Linked DNA regions of Mus musculus: region 1 is linked to region 2. The links are chromatin contacts, called in public Micro-C maps. All regions are on one chromosome and are shown on one strand. Each heading gives the region's core, a stretch centred on a gene start, on an enhancer-like site or on the middle of the called end of the contact. The rest is flanking DNA. Distances are from core to core; before and after follow the strand shown. Region 1 has its middle 11 kb from the start of 4933428C19Rik. Region 2 has its middle 13 kb from the start of 4930509K18Rik.

Region 1 (7,271 bases), core at 3,846-6,345, 240 kb after region 2:
TTAACCTGGACACCTAGGAGCTCTCAGAATCTGAACCACCAACCAAAGAACATACACAGGCTGGAACAAGGTCTCTCTGCATATATGTAGCAGACAGGCAGCTCAGTCTTCACGGTGGCCCTGTCTGGCCTCAGTGGGAGAGAATGCACCTATTCTGGCAGAGACTTGATGTGCCAGGGTGGGGGGATACCCAGGGGCCCCCACCCTCTCAGAGGAGAAGGGGAGGGAAGAGAAGGGACATTGTGAAGGAGGGACCTGGAGGGGAAGCAACGTTTGGGACTTAAACAAACAAACAAATCAAATACTGTGCCTTTGTCACCAGAACTTTCTTGTAAAGAACAATTTATTCTTAGAATGGCTCAGGTCAAAAAATCTAAGGTGCATCTTAGAAGACAAGACAAGACATCTTAGACTCTTTTCTTTCTTCTGCATCTCACATCTAAGAGACAATCCTGTATCAAATCCTGTAAGCTCTGACTCTAAACCAGATCTAACCAGCAGGTCAGAGCAATCAATCCATCTTGGGAAGCCTGTCCGGTAGAAAAGACACTGAGGTTGATGACACTTAGAAATTGTAAAGAGAGTGGAATCATCCATGTGACTTTGTGTCAGAAAAATGATAATCGTGTGAGGGAACACATTTATTAGCTAGACTTAACTGTTAAAGCAGGGCATACTACTTTTAAAAATAATTTTACAACAACAAAAAAAATGCATTACCTGCCGAAGAAAAGAATACTTTCAAAATAAAGTATTTTTTCCAATCACCCCTGGTATGTCTGGCAATAATTTACAATAGCTGTTCAGTTTGGGGTGGGTTAATGTACTATGTGCATAGCAGCCAAAGTAAGAGAACTAACTTTTTAGGTCTAAACATCATCAAATCGGGTGATTACAATACCTATCAGAAATAGGTTGGAGGGACCTTGCTGAAACCTGAAACTGTGCAATTGAAGTTCCTGATTGACAGAGCAAGCACAGAGCTTTCTCTCCATGGATGGGCACCGGCCTTAAGGTCCCCACCATAGGCATTTCTAGGTCATGGATAAACAGTGCTAACCACTCTCATTGCAAACGTTTCCCTTCCAGCTGTTCTCAGTGGTGCGATGTGGGTTTTGTTGTTTTTCTTGATTTTTGTTTTTGTTTTAAATATCCTTAGCTGTTTACTGTTCTCCTTTGTCTCTGGTAGGGAACCAGGAGGCCAGCCTGACCCAAGCAAGAAAACTGTGAAGGACACTTGAAAAGCACGTGCTTGGGTCTGAGACAAGGGAGCTCTCCTCATTCCCAGAGTCTACTCTCAACAGGTGCAAACAGCACATGACAGTTTGCCAAAGTCATTTATGTGACATCTCACTAATTCATTCCTTAAGTCCTACTTGAAAACTCTATCACCTTCACACAGACTTGGGTAATGTGTGTCTGTCTGTCTGTCTGTCTGTGTGTATGTCTGTGTGGTGTGTTTATGTGTATGTTTGTGTTTGTCTGTGCCTGTCTGTGTGTCTATCTGTGATGTTTGTGACTGTCTGTCTGTCTGTGTATGTATGTCTGTGTGTCTGTCTGTGTGTATCTGTGTGCCTGTCTGACTATGTGTATGTCTGTGGTGTGTGTGTCTGTCTATGTCTGTGTGTGTGTTTGTCTGTGTATGTCTGTGTGTGTGTTTGTCTGTGTATGTCTGTGTGTGTGTGTGTATGTCTATGTGTGTAAGTCTGTGTCTGTCTGTCTGTGTTTGTCTGTGTTTGTCTGTGTGTGTGTCTATCTGTGTGTATGTCTGTGTGTGTATGTCTGTGTGTCTATGTGTGTATGTCTATGTGTGTCTTTGTGTTTGCCTGTGTATCTCTGTCTGTGTGTGTATGTCTGTCTAATTATGGCTGTCTGTCTGTCTGTGTATGCCTTTGTATGTGTCTCTGTCTGTGTATATGTCTCTGTGTGTATGTCTATGAGTGTATGTGTCTCTGTGTGTGTCTCTGCATGTGTATGTCTCTGTGTGTGTCTGTCTGAATCTGTGTGTGTGTGTGTGTGTGTGTGTGTGTGTGTGTGTGTGTGTGTGTTTCAAGACAGGAAACTCAGGGCTTCACACCTCATACACTGTAAGTAAGCACTCTACCATTGAGCTACCTGCCCAGCCCTGGCCTTGACCTCTTATTGTCATCCTGCCTTCATATCCATCTCTTCTATAGTCTTCTACTGAAGTGAAGAGAACATTACAAGTCAGAATATATTGCTTTGGTTGGTTGGTTGGTTGATTGGTTGGTTAGTTGGTTAGTTGTTTTTGGTCAACCCTCCCAGTGCACTTCATATCACTCAGAAGAAAATCTCAGTCCTTATCTAAGTACCCAGGCATCCAAAGACACAACCAAGCCTGCCTTTTTTACCATCTACACTTTATCGTCTAGTCCTCCTCAATGGCACCTCAGCTGTCACTCACATTTCCCACCAGCACACCTTCTGTCTCTCATACTCCTTGTGTCTATTAGTTCATTTTGTGTTTTGACCACACCATAGAAAGCACCATCTCTGGCCTCTCCCCTTACGTGTCTCTGTTTCCCTCCTAACATTTAACTTCCATCTGTTATACATTTGTCCTTAGTCTCTATTTCCTGCTTCCTCCATGAGGTTATGAGTGTCACAAGGACATGAACATGCTGCATTCTCTGCCTGGTGCCTAAATGAAAGGAGAACAAAGTACAGGATCCATGTAAAGAAGCTGGCCTCAAAACTGGCAGGCACGGCTCTTCTTTCAGAATGAAATAGAGAGGAGCCTTAGTTGGCAAATTTCATGAGAATTAAGAGCAGGAAAGCTAGTCAACTCTACTTATTTAGAGCCAGCAATTGGGAAGGAGTGGTGGAGGAGTAAGTTAGACACCCCCACACACAAGGACTCAGAACAGTGAGATGAAGACAGCTGTGAATAAAGCAGTAAAGATTGGAGATGACCATGAGAGCGATAAGGGAAAATAGGAGAAGATTCCCAAGTATCTGTAACCGACAGGGCTCAGAATCACACAGGTCTCTGGACAGCCTACACTTCTGGATCCCAAGTTCAAAGGCAGCCTTAAATTCCAGGTTTGGTAAACACAGGCTTATAGGTGGTGATGGAGGTCGGAAGCAGTGGGTAAGTTACATGGATATGTGAAAGTGTTTCAGTGAAGCCCATCACTTTATACACTTAATTAAACTGATAAGAATATTTTTTAAAAGAATGAATAAGAAGCATAGTGAAGACATACGCCAGGGAATTGTTGATGCCCAAACCAGCGATGAAAGATGCAAAGCATTAAGAAGACAGAGAGGGGACCAGCTGAGCAGTAGATGAGCCAAGAGAGGGAAAGCAGAGAGATTAAAGATGAGCATTTAGAAAAGGCAATGCCCACGGTGCCAGATATGAGAAAAGGTTCAGATGGGAGAAGAAGCAATAATGCCAACGGGCTATAAAAGAACTATGGCTTGGGCAAGAAGCATGCTGCTGGGTGTTTACTGATTCTGAGCCAGGAAAACAGTGTTGTGTTCACTTGTTAAGTTTCCAAATCAGAGTTTCCCAAGCTGAACATTAGAGTCCACCAGTGAGCCTTTTCAAATACCAATGCTTGAATACTGTCCCTGGATAATGAGTGCAGGGTAGGTAGAAGGCAGGGCTCAGGCATTAATTCACCATGGAAGGCCCAGGAGGGCTGATGGTGTACAGCCAGGACTGAGAGGTTCTGGGAAAGCTGGACTTTCTACAAGCACCACATGGGAAGGAAGTCTCTATGTCTGGCGCATACTGGGCAACCCTAGCCCATGCAGTAGGATTGTGAACCAGGACAGAGGATGGAAAAGTGTGATTCAGGAGACTTGGGGAACATATTGCTGGTGCACCTTGCCACGGCACCCAAGCCGGGGGGTAAGACAGCCATTTTCTCTGCCAAATGTCATTTGCCTACTGTGTCCTTGATTTGACAAATCATTAAAAGAGACCTAGTCCTAGCCACTTGTTTTTTTTTTTTAATGATATTGATTGAATTTTTCCTTTATACCAGGCACTTACCGGGGTCATCACAGTCTCTGGTGTAATAAGAACATGTTTCTGTGAAGTAGGCACAGCTTTTAGTCCTATTTCATGGGATAAAGAAAAAGGTTCATACTAAAAACTACTTGTCTACAGGTGGTGATGCTGGAAAAAGCAATGCTGACCCCTGACCCAGTTCTAGCTCACTCCAGAACCCAAGCTCAGAGCCATGTCTATACTAAACCTCATCCAGTCCACTGCCTGCTGGAGGCACCTTCTGCAGCCCTGAAAGTAAAAGTTCTCTCCTGCTCCCACCTCCCCAATCTGGGCACTTCCTCAAACTTCAAGCTAGCTACCCAGAAGAAGATGCTAACATTCTATCCCTCTCCCTTGGCATCACAGGTAAGAGTTCTTCTTCTGCCCTTGGTGCACAGGGACTGGTGTTTAAAAGAGCTGACCTATCAAATGCCTAGCACACATGAGAACTGACCTGTGAGCACCCAGGCATGCAGAACACAAGATTTTTAAAACAATGACATACAACTTCCTGGCTTCATCACTGAGTTCTCCAAACAAGGACACAGCAGAGAAACAAGTTGAACAAAAAACGCCATGTGTCCCAAATCAGCCTTGATTACTGGTTTTTTTAGTTCAGCGTGGCATTAATGACTATAGGGCAAGTGGTCGGTTGGTGGTTTTTTCTGCATTAGGTCTCAGGGCTCAGTGGTAGCTTGTTTAGCATGCCAACACTTGCAGTCAAAGCCAGTACGCCAACGTAAAATAACACACAGTAAAACCTAGCAGTTGAGAATCCAGCTCAGTGGTAGAATTCTTGCCTAATAAGCACACAGCTCTGAGTTTGGTACCCGGCGCTGATGGGAGGTGGGGAAGTGACTTAGTCACGGTGTCTACTGCTGTGCTGAAGCACCAGTGATCAAAATCCACTGAGAAAAGCCAAGGTAGGAACTCAAACTGGCCAGGAACCTGGAGTCAGGAGCTGATGCTCAGACCATGGGGGTAGGGCTGGGGGAGGGGGTGAGGACAGTGGGTGCTGCTTACTGGCTACTCCTTCTGGCTTGTTCAAGCTGCTTATCTAAGGAACTCAGGGCCAGAGCTGAAGCCAGGAAATTGCATGTTATTGAGTTTGATAAGCCCGGTAGTCGTGGCCTCCCCACATGAGTCACTAAGGCTTGCCTGCAGATCTCGTGGAGAGATTTTTGTTTTTGTTTTTGTGTTTGTTTTGTTTTGTGAATCCCTCCACTCTGATGATTATAGCCTGTGCCAAGCTTACATAAAGACTAGCCAGGGCAAGGGGTGAAGAAACTAGCATATGTTAGGTCATCATATGTTATTTGCATCCATTACATCTTTGGTCCTTTCTGACACAAGTGCCTCCAGGTGTTTGCTGAGTACCTCCACCTCAGCCTTCACCACAAAGAGAAAGCACTTCACACAGACCGCTTGCTCTCTGTGTACTAAGCTAAGGTTCTTTGAAAGCTCCTAGCCCATGGGAAAGCTTCACAGAGGGTTCCTGGACTTGTAATTATGATACTATTCCCTAGGGATCCAATAGCGAGCCCATCATGTATTTCTCATAAGGAGTGTATCCCTGAGTCTGCCCTGAATGTTCCCAAAGATCCATACTTGAATGAGTGCAGTTATCGAGGACTGGGATGTCACCCAAGCTCAGCACAACCAGCCGTCTAATTTTGTAGAGATTCATCTCAAATCAAAGAGGCTTTACTTGTTCAAAGGCAGGTCTTTAAGATGGCTGCTTCTGCCTGCAGCTCTCACTCAGCCACTCCGATTAAAAGCAACAATCGCCACTGATTTGTATTCTCAATACAAATGCAGAACTAAATGGGTTGAAAACCTTCCCATCCCAGGCTTCGATTCTTAACCCTTTCCTCACCAACACAAAGAGTTTACTGGGTGTCACTTCCTACAACGTGATATACCAAACCAATGTGTGGTGTCTGTTCCCGTTACAAAGTCTGATAGTAAGATCCAGTGTGATGAGATCGTATAAAGGCTGAGTCACTGTGTTGACTATAATTGCTTCTTGGACTCACAGGATCCTCTTTTTAAAGACAAAGAGAAGATGGACCAAGTGTTAAGGATGTCAGAGGCCTGGGGGATGCAGGATTGACAGGGCAATTAATGCATGCCTGGAGCAAGATCAAAAGGTCATGTCATGGCACCAGCTGGTCTTTTCTACTCTCCCATCAACTGCTCTTCACCCTTCTCAGGTGATGGCTAGGTTTTTGTCAACTTGCGCAAGCGAGGGTCATCTGGAACAAGAGCTCCTCAACAGAGAAAAATGTCTCCATCAGATTACCTGCAGGCATATCTTTAAGGCAATTTCCTGATCAATTATTGCCGTGGGAGGACCCAGCTCACTGTGGGTGGTGCCCCACTGGGAAAGTGGCTCTGGGGTGTCAAAGAAAGCAAACTGAGCAAGCCAGCCTTGAGGAACATGTCTGTAAGCTTCGTTCATCCATGGTCTCTCTGTTTCGGTTCCTGCCTCTAAATTTCTTGCCTTGAGTTCTTACTCTGGCTTTCCTCAGTGATGTTCTAGAACACGGAGGTGGAAGTCAAATAAACACCTTCCTTCCCAAGCTGCTTTTGGTTAAGGTGTTTATCCCAGCAAGAGAAAATAAGCTAGGACTGTCACAATCGTCATTTTTATCTTACTACTCAAAGTCTAACAAACCACCGAAAGCCAACATGCACATCTGAAACTCTAAGTGTAACAGTAGAATGGCCGTATCTGCAGGTGGGCATGCTGCATGTGAGCATGCTCAGTTTATCCCATAGTCAAAGTGAATCACTTTGACATTGAGTTTTCACAACACCAGAACTCTCTACTAATGCTGGATTCATACCCCATGATTCTGTCCTCGCCCCTCTCAGCTCCTTTCTGTATATTTCTTCTGTTTTATTCCCATCTATAGTTATATCTCAGAACTAAAAAAATGCCCCCCCCACTAATTCCTACCATCATTTGAGCCTCTTTCCCAAGTTCCTGGTGCACATCCCAATGCCTATGGACTCATTTCCACTTGGAGATGGGGTCCAAAGCCAATATGATGGCTTCAGGTGGCACCCATCATGTGTCCCCTTTCTTCCTTACTCCCTTGCCTCTGGGAGGATTCCCTAAACATGATCTCAGGCTGCCCTATAATCTGTTCTTCAAGAGGGAAACACAGGAAGTCTTCTCAGAATGAGGCTCATCTTTCCATAGGAGGGAAGGGACAAATGAGGAAAAATTAAAACAAATACTCAA
Region 2 (6,868 bases), core at 3,299-5,798:
TATGTGTAGTGCCCTTAGATGCCAGAAGAGGGTATCAGACACCCTGGAGTTACTGATGGCGTGTGAACTACCATGTGTGCTGCAAATCAGACCTGGTCCTCTGGCAGAGCAACCAGTGCTCATAACTGCTGAATAATCTCTCCGGCCCCCTGAGGATCACTTTTGACTGGGCTCCTCCTCACAGACTCTACTCTTGAGAAGCAACACACAAATGTAGGGCTCACTTGGTCTATCCCATTCACAGATGAAATGTCTCAATATCAAAACCCCCCAAATTCTCACGGCCAGTAGGACTTTCTATGATTTTTTTTTTTTTAAGATTTATGTATTGTATGTATGTGAGTACACTGTCACTGTCTTCAGACCCACTAGAAGAGAGCATCAGATCCCATTACAGATGGTTATGAGCCACTTTATGGTTGCTGGGAATTGAACTTAGGACCTCTGGAAGAGCAGTCAGTGCTGTTAGCAACTGAGCCATCTCTCAAGCCCCTCTGATTTTTTTATTTTTAAAAAAATTTTTGTTAAGATTTATTTATTATTATATACACTGTAGCTGTCTTCAGATGCACCAGTAGAGGGCGTCAGATCCCATTACAGATAGTTGTGAGCCACCATGTGGTTGCTGGGATTTGAACTCAGGACCTGAGTCATCTGAGCCATCTCTCCAGCCCTATTTTTTAAATCTTAAACAGTATGTCCTAACCATGATCCAAGTACATCCCACCATGCTTCTCTATGTCAGCTTGATTCTTACCACAAATGACTGTCAGCATTGTCCTTGCAACTGGTTAACTAGAATCGTGTTCACTGAGTTTTCTCCGAGTTTTCTTCTCTCCTGTGCTGTCAGTTCAGTCATCTTCTCATTCAATAGTCATTTTACATGGAGTTTCAGATGTGATAGACAGGTAAATGCACATGGCTGGGTGCATGGGTGGGGCTTCCATTTGGGTTTGTTGTTCTGTTTTCAAGAGGGTTTTTGTCATAGAATCCAGGCTGGCCCAGGACTCGGGTTCTCTCACCTCAGTCTCCCAAGTGCTAAGATTACCATTCTCTCTCTCTCTCTCTCTCTCTCTCTCTCTCTCTCTCTGTGTGTGTGTGTGTGTCTCTTTCACACAGAGAGAGACAGAGAGACAGAGAGAGACAGAGTGTATTAGTCAGGGTTTTCTAGAGTCACAGAACTTATGGGTAGTCTCTATATAGTAAGGGAATTTGTTGATGACTTACAGTCTGTAGTCCAACTCCCCAACAATGGTCAGCAGCTATGAGTGGAAGTCCAAGGATCTAGCAGTTGCTCAGTCCCACAAGGCAAGCAGGCGAAGAAGAGAGAATCTTCCTTTTTCCAATGTCTTCCTTCTTCCAATGTTTTTATGTAGGTCTCCAGCAGAAAGTGTGGCCCTGATTAAAGGTGTGTGCCACCACGCCTGGATCTGGGACTTGCTTCTGGGACACACACATACACACACACAGACAAGAGACAGAGAGAGAGAGAGAGAGAGAGAGAGAGAGAGAGAGAGAGAGCCTAGAGTCCTGGCAAATGTTCTATCACTGGATTTTATCTCCCTCCCTCTTTTTACTTTTCATTTTGAGACAATCTTTCACTAAGCTCTTCAGGCTGGCCCCAAAGTCACTCTAAAATAGCTAGAGTAACCCTGAACCTGTGATCCTCCTGACTCAGTCCCAAGTACGTAGGATAAGACCTAGATCCAGCAGGTCTACTTATCGACTCCCCCCCCCCCACCTCCACACACATTATTTTATTACTTTCCAGGGAGGAGACATTGTCCTTATTCTTCCGATACCGACTTAAATGACTCACAGTCCACCCCCCTCAAGAATGTAGATTTTGAGTGGGAGCCTTGTAAGTACTTGCGATGAGCAGGAGTACCAGAGCTATATACCCCATACTGGGGCTGCACAAGGAGTCGAGGTTAGCTACACAGGAGAGGGATTCACAGTGAAATGGCAATATAAAGCAAGTAAAGACAGAGAAAGATCTAGAGCAGTGCTTCCCAACCTGTGGATCGTGACCTCTTGGCAAACCTCTGTCTCCAAAAACATTTACATTACTATTCATAACAGTAGCAAAATTACAGTTATAAAGTAGCAGCAAAAATAATTTTATGGTTGGGGTTGCCCCAACCTGAGGAACTGTATTAAAGGGTCACAGCATTAGGAAGGGTGAGAACCACACTGACCACACTAATAAGGTTCTTTTATCAACAGTCTGACAAGAAGAAAGGACACACAAGGACACGGTACAGAGAGGCACTTCCCCTAATCTCCGATTGTTTCTATTTAGGAGCAGGGTGTGCGGTCATATCTCCTCCCATCTTGAGTGTGCTTTGGGGCAGAACTGAAGATAGCAGCTATCAGCTCAGGGTTTGGCTAGATCCAGCGTGTCTGCCTACTTAACTGATCTGGAGCTCTAACTCAGCTTTAAATTCAATTCTCAGTGATGGTTTTCAGAGCTCTTGTTATCCTGCCTCCATCTTGGCTAAACTTTTCAATTCTTCCCTCCCCTCCCGCCATGAAGCCAATGGCTCATTCCCCCTCCTCCTGTGACCAGGCTTGCTTGCCTTTCTTTCTTCAAAAAACAACTTTATGCCAATTCTTCCTCTGCAGACTCTGGCCTCTGTAGCCCACGAGTTTCTTCTTCCTCTGTTCATCCAAGGGCTTCCTTGGGTGTTGAATGTGTGCTGAGTGGGGCCCCACAAATAGCTCAGTTGAGAACTCTTTACTAATGTCACATGTTGTGTACCCTGCCTATAATGGAAATAAACACACATCATATATTCCGGACCATCTTGGAATGGAGGTTATTAAGAACTTTAATTAGTGTGGAAGCAGGATTGACAGCATGAGGTGTCACAGTGTCTTGAAAGAAGGCGCGACGGCGCTGTGAAAGCTGACAGGCCCCTTCCTAAATACCCTACAGCGCAGGCGCCTCACCGGAACTCCTCATGACTAAAGCTGCAGGAAGCGTTTCTACACAAGATTCATCATCTCCATCACAGCCTGATTATCCGGCTCCCAAACTCACACTGCCAGAGTGCGTTTTGTGGTTATGCTTTTCAGCTGTGTTGCTGATGTTTTTGATGTTTATCAACTGCGTGCTTACTCTGAGACCTGCACAAATGCGTCAGAAAACCCAGGCATCTTTCTGAAGGAAAGGTCTGTTCTCTCAGATACGCCTCTCCTTTAGCTTCCATTTTCCTCTCTTCCATATTCATTCATCAGTGCAGTTAACAAGTAAACGCCAAACCTCTAGCTTATGGCAAGAAAGTGGGTTCTGTGTCCACATCACAGTCCCTTGAAGGTCATAGGGCTAGAATAGGAGGGTAGTAGGCTGTGTGTGGACAGTTAAAGCTCCTAAGGTCTGTCTGACTGGATAATGACAGTTATCAGACAGGGATTTGGGGAAGGTGAGGAAAATATGGAGGATATTTTAGAAGCCAGGTTCCACGTTATCCAAATTCAACCCCAGATCCCTGCATAAGCTGCAGGAGAATCTGGCAAATGGAATTTAGCTTTTTCCCAGTGGGAATATAAAATGAATTTGGAGAAGAAATTCTCTACATCCACTGGCTGTTCCCCCACCCCACCCCATCCCCGCCCCCGTCCCCTGACCCCGTATACACATTTTGACACTCCCTGTGATGCTAATAATGTGTGGTGTTGTGTGAGCTCAGTTGCCTCTCTAACAAGCATATGTACCTTGCGTCACTTCCCATTCTGTGAAAACTGAACCTTACCTTATACATAATGTCTTAATTCTCCGGGAAGACTTCACGGCGGGGGGGCGGGGGGGGGCGAGGGGCAGTGTGAAAGACGTCAGCGGGAAAAAAAAAACAGTTATCCATGGGACATGAAATCAGTAAATAACTGAACTTTTGAGAAGCTGGTTGAGTATATATCTGCGTTCAAATTAATCAGTGCAGGAATTGAAACTGGGATGCATTTATCAGTAGGCTGAATGACATCTGGAACAATTAATTTGCTACCATCCCCCGAGGAATCTAAACCAAGACCTTGGACGGGCTAAACACTTGCTGTTCCCCTAAGCTACATCCCCAAAACCCCCAATCCTTTTATTTATTTGTTTTGAAACACAGAGTCTGGCTGTGCAGTCTCTCCTCCTGCCTCAGCCTCGGGAGGCCTGGGATTACACGTGCTGTCACACCCAGCTAAACTTGGTATTCAAAGAATCACGGATAGGGCGCTGCGGTGCGGTTATAGTTAGAGAACTCCACTAGGTGGCGCTGTTTAAAAGCGTCCCAAATTCCAGGGAGCGGTAAAGCTTTCTGACGAAAGGCAACCCCACTTCCTGCCTTTTTGAGAATTTAGGGCGCTTCGTTACCAATTGTAGCTGGTTTTCCTAAAACACCATTGATGTGGTAAATGTAATATTTTAGCATGACATGGAAAATGTTTTAGTAAAATAATTCAGCCTAAAGTTTTCTTAAAAGAAGAAATCATTAAACAAACCATTTAAAATGAAAAAAAAAACCTGTCCCGAAATGACAGCCTGTCGCCCAAAGTGCAGAGTCAGCAGCAGGGACTCAGAAGGCAGCCCAAGCTGGAAATTTCCCTTGCTCAAAGTGGATTTTAAAGCCAACACAGATTCTACTCCGTTTTTTTCTAAGCTCTATTTTGAGATAACATATTTTGAAATTCCTAAGGTAATCTGCTAAGTTATATGGATTCTGTCAACTCCAAATAAGTCCAAATCGCCCAATTAATTCTCCCTGTAACTAAAATGTAATTATTATAAAAGCATCAAACCCAGAATTTAATAAGTGTTGCCTCATTTGCTATCATAAGGAAAACCCACAGCTGCTGATGAGACAGAACAGGGACGAGTCGTCCCTCCGTCTATGCAGCCATTCATATAGGTGTCCTGGGTCCCAGGTGTTGGCTCATATCAGGAACAGGGGGATTTGAACTGGGGAGATGGCTCAGTGATGACTCATTTGCCAGAGTTTGTGTCTTTAGAACCCAAAGACAAAGCCCAGCAACCGTAGTGCCTGAAGGCAATCCTAACACTCAGATGTCAGAGACCGCATCCTCTGCTGGCTAGCTAAGCCTAGTCCGCACTCGTTCTCCGGACAGCACATACACAAAGCATTTGCCTGCAGATGTACGAGGGCTTTCATCTGGTAACGCAGGCAGAAAATTGACAAACTGGAGAATGGGCCCATCTTATGTTCTTACTCCAATCCTTGGCTTGCTCCAGGGAGACCAGGGATGCAGCTCCTGCCGTTTCTGCTCCCACTATCCCACAGGGAAATTGACAGTAACGTTGGTTTGCTCCGGGCAATGATGGAGGTTCACACAAGAGCACCTACGCCTACCATCCACCCCCCCCCCCCCCCAGGATCCTTCATATACTTAAATGGAACTCTACATTCAACGTCACTTAGCAGTTCCAAAATTTCAACAACTGTTAACTGAGAAATCGGAACACTGCATTCTGGTTAGTACCAAAGCCGTGTAAATGACCTTGGATAGTTTACAGAGAACACCTTCTATTCTTGTTTTTTACAAAACCATGGGAGCCACGTGTTTCCTATCCAGGGACACTTAAGTCCAAAAAACAGTTGCATAATCTTCTTGTGTTCTTGCCTGCGTCAGGAGTTAGAGTAAGGGGTTCAGAGTCAAGAAATTAGGGTTGGCTCCGCTGATGGGTAAGTTATCCCACCACCGGCCATGAGGAAGGACTAGATTTAGCTTTCCTTTTTAAAGAACTAGAAACAGAGCAAAATACATGGAACAATGGCTTAAAGACACCAGATACTAGGCAACGTGGGTTCATGATACAGGATAGAAATGAGAGACAGGAAATGGGGCCCCAGCTACCTTGATTTGGCACTGGAGGGAGTTTCTAGACTTCTGAGCCAAGCAAAACCGAGTCATCGAGTTTAAGAGACTGTGACTGAGGTTTGAGGAGATGATGACAGCTTGAGTCCCTCTCAGACAGGAAAGGTTACATGGAGCTCAAGTTATCAACTGAAAAATGACCTGAGTGAATAGGAGGGGAAACTTCTGTAACCAGAGAAATTCCAAGACATCAGTACCAAGCCTGTGCCAGGCATGTGAAAGAGGAAGAAAATGGCACCTGTACCTAAGAAACCAATCAATAGCCATAAAGCAAAGTGATAGATGATGGAATTATTGATAAAATATTCAAAACCTAAAGACACAAATCTGTGAGCTAAAAATACTGGTAGAGTCAAATATAAAACAACAATGGATGTTATTCGTTCAATTCATTGTTCATGAATTGTTCAATGAGGAATGAATGACTGACCTTCAAGTCTCATCCAGATCTAAGAGTCTACTATTGTTCCGGAAATTCTGGAAGTATACAGATTGTTGTTTTGCTTCCGTTGAAACAAATTAATCCAAATATTATTAACAATATCATAAATATTATATTATTATTGTTGTGTCAAGAAAGCGTTGTCAATAGCCCTGGTGTAAACATGTAAGAGGTGGTAATGATGCCTATTGTGTGGCTAGTTCCTATTGTGTGGCTAGTTCCTATCGTGTGGCTAGTTCCTATTGTGTGGCTAGTTCCTCCTGATGGAAACATCCCCTCCTGGACCTAAGGACGGAGACCTGTGGAACTCACATGAAAGTTAAAGGACCTCAGGAGGAAGTTACAAATCAGGAGGCTGGGGGTCCCAGGGGCAGAAGCTGTTGCTGAAGCAGAGGAGCATCATTGGAGGAGCTGCCTGCAAATTGGGCATGACCCGGAGTAATGCAACCTTCTCGAGCAGACCCTATGCCGAGGTTGAGCTTCCTGGTGATGTAACTGCCCCAGTCAGACAGGTTCCTGTAAGCAATCCAACTAAACTCACTGCTT

What was found. Hi-C and Micro-C count contacts between places; a contact is called where the count stands out from the background.
Region 1: a contact with region 2 is called in a Micro-C map of the G1E-ER4 cell line. The contact joins two enhancer-like sites. A contact is called at or near these places in 7 of 484 Hi-C or Micro-C datasets (the G1E-ER4 cell line, the HL-1 cell line, the HPC-7 cell line and 2 more).

Annotation. Positions count from the first base shown.
Region 1 is chr4:40,532,971-40,540,241 of GRCm38.p6, forward strand. No RefSeq gene overlaps it. Among named protein-coding and RNA genes, the nearest start is that of 4933428C19Rik, 11 kb to the left of the region's middle. Within about 2 kb of position 5,096, at least 4 of the 459 cell types and tissues checked have an H3K27ac peak or open chromatin away from gene starts, as enhancers often do. A contact at or near this core is called in the G1E-ER4 cell line, where this site is marked.
Region 2 is chr4:40,297,038-40,303,905 of GRCm38.p6, forward strand. No RefSeq gene overlaps it. Among named protein-coding and RNA genes, the nearest start is that of 4930509K18Rik, 13 kb to the right of the region's middle. Within about 2 kb of position 4,549, at least 26 of the 459 cell types and tissues checked have an H3K27ac peak or open chromatin away from gene starts, as enhancers often do. A contact at or near this core is called in the G1E-ER4 cell line, where this site is marked.